Regions from separate parts of the Mus musculus genome. Here region 1 is linked to region 2. Evidence: chromatin contacts called from public Hi-C data. All regions are on one chromosome and are shown on one strand. The core of a region is the stretch at or near the end of the contact, and the rest is flanking DNA. Distances in the headings are between cores, read along the strand shown. Region 1 holds the start of Pcgf3 (polycomb group ring finger 3). Region 2 holds the start of Tmed5 (transmembrane p24 trafficking protein 5).

The links. A called contact is a pair of places that touch in the nucleus more often than the background predicts.
Region 1: a Hi-C map of muscle stem cells shows a contact between it and region 2, with 3 times the contacts expected there. The contact joins the promoter of Pcgf3 here to the promoter of Tmed5 in region 2. A contact is called at or near these places in 9 of 484 Hi-C or Micro-C datasets (CD4 T cells, the G1E-ER4 cell line, cortical neurons and 5 more), 4 of 115 datasets of contacts at active chromatin or transcription factors (the 230-238 cell line, the SCID.adh cell line, bone marrow-derived macrophages and 1 more) and 3 of 9 other capture datasets (adipose tissue, liver and macrophages).

What each region holds. Positions count from the first base shown.
Region 1 is chr5:108,459,608-108,464,187 of GRCm38.p6, forward strand. It overlaps Pcgf3 (polycomb group ring finger 3), which reads left to right and starts at 1,652. Exons shown (of 11, transcript NM_172716.5): 1 at 1,652-1,844.
Region 2 is chr5:108,129,602-108,133,926 of GRCm38.p6, forward strand. It overlaps Tmed5 (transmembrane p24 trafficking protein 5), which reads right to left and starts at 3,019. Exons shown (of 4, transcript NM_028876.3): 1 at 2,635-3,019; 2 at 417-514. The coding sequence starts at 2,823. It overlaps Ccdc18 (coiled-coil domain containing 18), which reads left to right and starts at 3,313. Exons shown (of 29, transcript NM_028481.1): 1 at 3,313-3,397.

The sequences.
Region 1 (4,580 bases), core at 402-2,901, 330 kb after region 2:
CTTAGTATCAAGACAGTCACATGATTTCAGGTCTCTTCTAGTCTCCAGAAATCTGGTTTCTGTCCTAGGTAAAGCCACTGGGTGGGTTTTGAGCAGGGAATTTCCCCCCAATTAATGCTTTATAAAAGCCACTATTTTGTGCTGAAAGTAGTCAGGGAGCAAGGACAAAACACAAGGATACTAGTTGAAAGCTATCTGCTCACCTAGGGATACAGGGTTAGGATTGGGGAAGGGACACATAGCTGGATTCTAATGTGTCAGCTGTTAGTTAGAGGAAGACTTCAGCGCTGGAAGGTGGGGGCCTAAAGTGGGCAACAACTTTCAGGAGAAACCAGAGGTTGTGTAAAGCGAGAGTTCCCTGAAGGTATCCCTGATAGACACAGAAGCAAGGTCTGAATCCTGGACCTAGAATGACATCTGAATATGGTCTTACCTAAGGCATGACAAGCCCATGTGAAGACAAGTGGTTTAAGGGTCTAGCTGTCTGTCAAGCTAGATGACTTCCTGAGATCTGTGCCCTAAGTCCAGGCCTGCTCATGGTCTTCTCAACAGTACCTCTTTGCTACCTCTAATACCAACACCAGATCCTCCATTATTCTAGGACTCTCCCTCAACCTTCTCCCCCATCAGTAGTCTCTCTGTGATACAAAGGCTGCCAGGCTTCAGTAGAGTATATTTGCCTTCCTGGGTGCCTATTCTGTTTTCCTTTCTTTCTTTCTTTCTTTCTTTCTTTCTTTCTTTCTTTCTTTCTTTCTTTCTTTCTTTCTTTCTTTCTTTCTTTCTCTGAGACAGGGTTTCTCTGTGTAGCCCTGGCTGTCCTGGAACTCGCTTTGTAGACCAGGCTGGCCTCGAACTCAGTAATCCACCTGCCTCTGCCTCCCAAATGCTGGGATTAAAGGCGATAACCCCTTTCAACCTCATTCTTTGCATGCCCCTTCTCCCAAACACCTGCTGGTTGGCCACCTTGCTGCTTCCTTGTCCCACCGCCTGTCTAGCATACAGCTGCCACAACCACTTTGTTTCCTAAGAACAGACTTCCAGTCCAGCATGGTAGGGCATTCCTTTAGTCCCAACACTTGGGAGGCAGAGGCAGGCGGATCTATGTTAGTTCGAGACCAGTCAGGGCAACACAGAGAAACCCTTTCTCGAAAATACAAGTAAACAAACAAACAAACAAACAAACAAGAACAGACTTTCTTTTCTCAGTTTATGCCCTCTGCCAGTCACAATGCACAGTGGACAACGGACAAATTGTGGGTTTCCACGGTCCGAAAGGCCAGCATAAGGGTCTCTCTGTGTCCACAGTGATTCCAAGAAAGGACAAAAATGTAAGCAGAAGGTTTATGGGGGTAGGAAACCCGTGGTCTAGATACTCCGGTTTCGTTCCTAACTCATGCAGTTGCCTGTCAGCGCGCGTCCTGAACAACCCGGCGGAGTTTCTCCAGGTAGTGCTTCTGACCACGCCTCCTGACCCACCTCTCACCTGTGACCACACCCCCGAGCTCCACCCTGCCTGTCTCGCCGAGCCAGCTTCCTGAGTCAATTGCTGCCTGCACGCGCCTGCGCTCTCTGGCCCCTCCTGCACCCCACCCCTATAGGCTCCGCCTTTCAGAGGCCCCGCCTCTCTCGTTTGCGAGGTGGGAGCTGAGCCACACACTGCGCATGCTCCAGCCGCGGCGCCCCCGACTCCGCACTCGGCTGGGTTCGGGCATTTCCGCCTCTTTGTTTTAAACTCTGCACGGCTTTTTTCTCCTCCTCTTGGGGGGGACCCAGAGGGAGCGGCGCCCCCTCCCCCTCCCGGCGAGCCCCCGCGTGCGCCCGCTCGCCCGCCGCCCGAGACGCAGGTCAGTGAGCCCGCCCCGCCTGGCCTGGCCCGCGCGCCCGCTCCTCAGGCCGCGGGCCTCGGCCCATGGGCGGCAGAAGGCTGCGAGCCCAGCGCCCCCGGCAGGCCCGGGAGGCGGGACCCTAAAAGCCTGCGAGAAGGCCAGGACTTCTCGCAGGTCTGGACCCCGGGAGGGCAGAACCCAGGGCCATGCTGGATCCCGGAACAATCTGGACCCAGGGAGGACAGGGACCTTGGACCAGACAGAACCCGGGGAAGAGCCTGCACAAGGCTGGACCCTTGACCAGGCTAGACCGGGGTGGGCAGAATCCTAGACCAGGCAGAACAGCAGCCGAGGTGGATTCCGAGCAGTCTGGACCCCGAGAAAACAGGACCTAGGGAAGACAAGGAGCTCAGTCCGGCTAGACCTGGCACCAGGCACGATTCCAGAGAACAGGACCCCGGAAGAACAGGAGTCTGGGCCAGGCTGGATCCAGGGGGATCAGGACCGCAGACCAGGCAGGACCCAGGACCAGGCCAGAATTACTGAGGGCTACTCACTGAACAGTCCTTAGGACTGGGCAGCTCTCCCATAGTTCTGGGACCCCAGGACAGGTGGAGCCCCGACTCTTGGAATGGACACTTGGGGGAGGGTCAGTATTAGAGACCTGACAAGAGTCTAGAAAAGGTCATTGAGGAAGAATGGCTCCCAGGACCTGGCAGGACTTAGAAAATGGCAGAATCACTTAGATGGGCCAACTAATGATAGATTACAGAGGAGGGTTAAGACCCTGAGACCACCCCACAGAGGGCCAGGGTGCTGGGACAAGGCCATAGGAAGGTCAGATCTCCCAGGGACAAATCGGCTGTAGAGAGCTGGGAAATCAAGGCTGGCTCAAAGGAATCTGGACCACTGTGGCAGTCCTTTGAGCAGTTTGAGGCCCTGAGGGTGAACTGTGAGGAGAGTTCAGAATATAGATAGGCTTCAGGACAAACAGGACCAAAGGTGGGTCCCTTTAAAATGAAAGCCTTGGAGCTGAACCGTGAGGATGGTCCTCAGGGATTACTTAGATAATAGTTGGAACTTTAAGGCAGGGAGGGCCTAGGACTCTAGTAATTGACCCCCGAACTCTGCTGAAAAGACTACTAGGCATTGGGAGGTTTCGATCAGCCCAGCCACAGGGAACCTTTGCTATGAAGTGCTTACACTCCCCACAGGTCCCCTAGCTTCTTGATGTTACAGAGTGGGTGAGGCTCTCAGCACAGTTGCAAGGCAAAGTTGGAGCTCAGCTGGGCTCCAAGGACTCAGGTATCAAGGGCATGCCCTGTGCTTGCTGCTTCATGCCCCAAGCCTCCAAGTTGCCTTTCGTCTGGTCTCCCCAGCTCCTACAGGACTGTGCCTTTCCCTAGTCTTGACCCCAGGTCAGTGGCTGTACCTTCACCCTCCTTCCTCCTCTCCCAGCAGGTCTTGAGGGTGTGGTGTAGAGAGGCTAGAGGCTAGGTGTCCAGTGGGGAGGAGGCCTTCCAGGAATAGGTAGGAAGGTGAGGGCAGTGAGCAGAGAGGACTGAGGGCCTTTTGAATAGATGAACACCTAGCACCCACACTCCTGTTTCTCTCCTAGAAAGGAAAGAGTTTTTGTTTCTCTGAAATCTTCCCAGCCAGTCTGTCATGGAGAACACAATATTTGTGGAAAAGTGAGATGTGTTTTTACTGTTGTGGGAGACACTAGGGCAGGTACTGAGATGTTCACTGAAAACCTGATATGTTTCAAGATAAGAAAGCAAGGCATTCTAGAGTGGCCTAGCTCCCACACAGACCTGGGTGGTCAACAATGGCTGTGTTGCTCTGTGGAAGTTCTGCTCTGTCAGGCTGCACTTAAAAGTGCTGGAGACAGGGTGAGAGCAAACTCTGGGCTGTTTGGATTCCTAAGAGATATTTGAGCTGGCCAGTTCTATGTTTCATTTTGAGCCACATCACGGTTTGGTTTCTCAGGGAAAAACAAGTCTAGGTTTCTTAGCATGGGTGTCAACTGAGTTGTGTTCAAAGTGGAAAGTTGTTATTTGCCAAGTGTCCTCACACTTGGGAATCTTGTACCGAGCGCTTACCTCTGATTTTTTTCTTTGCTGTGCCCTTTATTGTATTTTGCTGTGTGAAATGTTAGACAAGAACTGAGCATTTGTTTAGGTTTGATGGTGATCTTCAATTTCCTATGCTTGGATTTCTGAACATAGAATGGTATTGAAGGGTTATATTATTTATATGTTGCTATATAACAAGCTACCTTAGAATGTAGTGCCCTAAGATACCTAAGATATTGGTTCTGCTAGAAGGTGACGAGCCCAGGCCTGACTTTTCAGGTTTCCTGGCCAGGTTCCTTGGTCAGGGTACTAGTTAGGTCAGTAGAAGGTGGATCAGGCTCTGCAGTATTGCTGTCAGCCAGGCACTTAGCAAGTTTTAAGTATCATGTGGCCCATACCCTAGAAAATTTCATAAACAAATTAAGAGTTATGTGTAGATGCAAACATGATCTCTCACAACTGTAATCCCAGCTCTTGGGAGCTGAGACAGTTTCAGTGAGTTTGAGTTTGAAGCAAACCTGCACTACAGTAGTGAATTCCAGACCGATTTGGCCTATAGAGTTAGATTCTATCTCAGAAAATTGTTGTATGTAGAATGGTGTGTTAGAATAAGGCCTCTAAATAAGGTATATAAGGTTCCTTTGATGTTACTATAAAAGTTCAGATGATTGTAATGCAT
Region 2 (4,325 bases), core at 1,769-4,268:
GCAGATATAAAATGCCACAACAGATTAACAAAAGCACAGGAAGAAATTAGCTGGGTGTGGTGTTCTCCATAGTAAACACCTATGATCACACCCACTGGAGGAGGCAAAAGCAGGAGGATTCCTTGATCCCAAGAAATAGAGTAACAGACTGTAGTGACAGACAGACAAAGTGGAAATGAGTACATCTTAATTTGGAAAAACGGCCCACTATCAAAGCCCGTGCAAAATCATACAGCTATGGACGTGCTGACGTCCTGGTCCTCTCTTCCTTTCACTAGAGTCAGCTAAACAGACTCAATGGAGATACCTGGGCATGGTGGCATGCACCTGTCATACTAGCACTTAGGAGTCCAAGGTTAAAGAACTGCTGCATTCCAAGCCTGCCTGTCCCACCCCCAGTGTCTCAATCAACTTACGTATGAACACCATCTGATTTTCTTTGTTCAAAAACTAAGGTTCTGCCCTCTGGAGAGGTAAGGTGGAAATCAATATCTAATTCTCCTCCATCTAAAACCTAGAGAAGAGAAAAATACATATTACAAACTTTGAAAATACAAAGTTCTATCAAATAAACCATGTGATGTCAAGATTTTAAAAAGATTTTATCTATTAATGTATTTATTGGAAACAGGGTCTCTTTATGTGGCCCCGGCTGTCTTGGAACTCACTATGAAAACCAGGCTTGGCCAGCCTTTGCTTCCTTCGGAGTGCTGGGATTAAAGGCATGCATCCCCATTTAAAAGATGTGCACGTGGAGGCCAGAGGTTGACATCCTGTATTGTGCTCCAACTTACTTTTGAGACAGGGTCTTATTACATAGCCCAGGCTAGCCTTACCTTGTCATCTTCCTCTCTTAGCCTCCTGAGTATTTAGAATTATCAGCATACAGTACCATGCTTGCTTGCAAGGAAAGTTCTGATGAATAAAATTTCTTTTCTTACCTAGATTCTTTCACTAAACCCATAGCTGGTTTCCCTGTGCCTAGTTTTACTTCCTTTAAATCTGCCTTTCACAGTCTACCTACCTATCTGCTTAATCTTACATGGCCTTGCAAAAAATAAGGGAAAAGGTATTCATCACAAAACACATTTATGGTCCCTTCTGCGTTGCCTCGATGTGTGGTCTATTTTCTTCCTTTGCTACTCCTACCCTAAGACCTGACAGTCTTCAAAGCTAATAAAACCCCAGTACTTATAGTATGCCTCGGAACACTTAAACTATACATCCTACAATCACAATGTCTAGTCAATTCTTCCCTTTTCTAAAACTGGCCTCATTCCTTGCATTCTTAACTCATTTTCAGATTTATTTTTATTTTCTCCAACAATCCTATTCTCTGAAAACCAAAAATCATGCTTTATTCAAATTGCCTGTAGGATGTGATGGTTCATGCTGTAATACCAGTCCTGGGTGGGGGGGGAGGACACGACTTAGAGAAGGACTCCTGTGAGATCGGAGGCTAGCCTGGGCTAAATACTGAATTCAATGCCATTGGATACATAGTTGAAACCTTGTCACAAAAACCAGAGCAACCAACCATCCATCCAACCACAGCCTACCAAACCCATCAAGCCCAAACAAAGCCTGCCTATGAACCCCCAAACTCCTGAGAACCAGGTTTTTCTCAGTTTGTTCCTCCTCCTGGAACAATTCCTTGCATACATTAATTGTTCAGTAAATGCTAAACTTTTGTTCACAAGTGGAAATCAAGAAATATTAAGCTGTAACCTTAGTTGTGCTGAGATTTTTGTATATTATGACTTTAGATACTTCCTGTAATTACTGTAAACATCTATAAATAATCCCAAAGGCTCCACATATAAAAGTTTTACATAAGAATTAAAAAAAGATTTAATAATAAGCGTATTCTGCTGATACTAAAAAGAAAACAATGACACGGGAAGAAAGCTGACAAAGTTCAATGGAAGAAAGGTCATACACTATTATCTTATTTGATTTCAAAGTGATGGATGTACACCCGGGATGACAATGTACCACTAAATACAGCAACAGTCCATTTCAACACATTTCAAAATCTGACTTAGAGATCTTCGCATGGACACAATTCAATACTCCCAAGACTGGGTTTCACTATGCAGCCTTGACTGTTCAGAGATCCACTTGCCTCTGCCACGGGAATGCTGGGGTTAGAGGCGTGTGCCACCACTGCCCAGCCACAATTCAAAACATCGTGCCGATTTTATAATATCGGGATTTGGTGAAAGTGGTGAGAGTGAGTCAAACAAGTGTTATCACTTCGTCCAATAATAAAGAAGAACGTGTATCAACCCCTTACAGCGAACTTCTCAGAACTGTAGGGTATGTAAACTAGCTTGAAATGGCTTGGGGGAATTAAGAAACAAAGAGTAACGCCATTGACGTCACCAGTGCTGGCCTCTTTCCGACCAGAGGAAAGGGAAGAGAGAGGGTAGGTGTCAATTTTAGGACTGGCCAAACTTGTGAGTTCCAGGCTCCCAGGAGCCCCGCTTAAGTACGCCTGCGCCAAGCAGGCCAGTTTCCCAGGAGACCCTCCTCGGATTCACCTCGGTCGCTGTCCCACCTTTTCCAAGTAGGTGAGAGGCGACCATGTGGTGCGGCCCGGCCCAAGGAAGGCTAGCCCACTTCCGCACTTACTTGGTATTCGATCTCCAACGATGCCTTCAGGGGCATGGGCTGGTAGAAACACTCCTTCCGGCCGGCCGGCAGCGTGAAGGTAAAATCACTGTCCAAAGAGGGTGTGAAGCCGGCCGCCCCGCGCAGCAACGCTGCGGGCAGAGCGGACAGGAGCAGCACGGGGAATGGCAGCCACATCCTGCCGCCCATCCCTGTCGATCTCTGCCTGGACGCGTGTAGGGAGGTGCGGGATACTGGTGTCTCCGATTTGAAATCCCGATCTGAGGGAACTTCAGGCAGCGGCGAGCCTCACTCTCTTGGAAGGTGGAAGCACTGCCTTCCACTGGGCCGGGCGAGGGCGGGGCCAGCGTCCCCTTTCGGCTGCCTTCTGGGTTTCGCATCCTTCCTTCACACCAGACTTGTCGGTTTCGGCTTCCCTCACACACGCCAATCAACGTTGGCGGGGGTAACGACGGGAAATGTAGTCCGAGGTGACCACGGCACGCCGCTCATCCGCGCTTCCAGACTCATTTCCCGGCATGCCCTGCGCCCCGCTCCCGTTCGCAGAGCCCCGCGTGGTGGGCGGGGTCGGGGCCCGGGAGGCGGGTCCCAACGGCTGCCGCGGCGGTTCGAACTCGGCGCCTCGGAGGTTCGCTGGTTCTCCTCATCGAGAGTCAGAGGCTTCCATGTCGTGGGCTGCGAGAGTGTCCCAGGCTTCCGAGCGCAGAGGAGGCTCGCGGTGCGCCGTGGTCTGGGGACGCTAACCCCGCCTGCGATCTGGGTGGTGAGCAAACGCCTCCTGGCTGGAAAAGGGCTTTCCCGAGGGGTTTGTTTTCTCTTGGGACAGTCGACCTGCGCCTGGCCTGCTTGTGAGGCGTTTTCTTTTATTTGAGGCAGAATCGGAAAGGAGGCTGCCAGACTTTGCTCTACTCCCTACAGGCAGATGGAGGACCTCTTTCTTGAAATAAAATACTGTATAAAACCATGTACTCTTTCTCAAGCGGAAAGTCCTGTCACAGGATTTTATAGAGTGTAAAGTGCTTGTCCTTCGCTCGATGAGTGTGCGTGTGTGAGAACTCATTTTTCACTAGACTTGAAGATACGGTTGTCAGGGCCGCCCTATAGGTAAGATGATAAGCCTTTCTACGTACACATACTACAGGTAAACGTAGGAAAATGAGGATGTTTAAATACCAGACGTATCCAATTCTGAACGGCTAGAAAATTCTTACGTGAAAATGCACAAGTTGCTGAACGTAAAAGCCTGACTTAAATGGTGTCCTACAGTACTGATCAGCATTTTCTAGTCTCAAGTTTCTTCTTTTCTCTCCTCCATTATTCTGTACGAAGCTAGAGATGTTGCATAGATGTGAAGTAGCATGGATTCCTGAGCCACTGACTGGGGAAGTCTTCCAGCTTATGCAGAAGCAAATTTGTTAAAAAGAAAACCAGAAACAGGGTAGAAAAGGGTAGAAACATTTACATCTACAAAATATCTCGTTTAATTTTAGGCCTCAACTTTTTCCAATAAGGTGCGAGGTGTTTTTTTGTTTTTGTTTTTTTTTCCAATCCACCCTACTCCTGAGAAATTTTGCGTGGGAAATTAATGTACCAGGACCGTTTTTACCTGAGTGAGGGAGGGAGAAGGCAGTTTATTCATTTATCCGTTCAAAATAATTGAGTTTTCCTAAGTGCATTACACTCTTGAACAT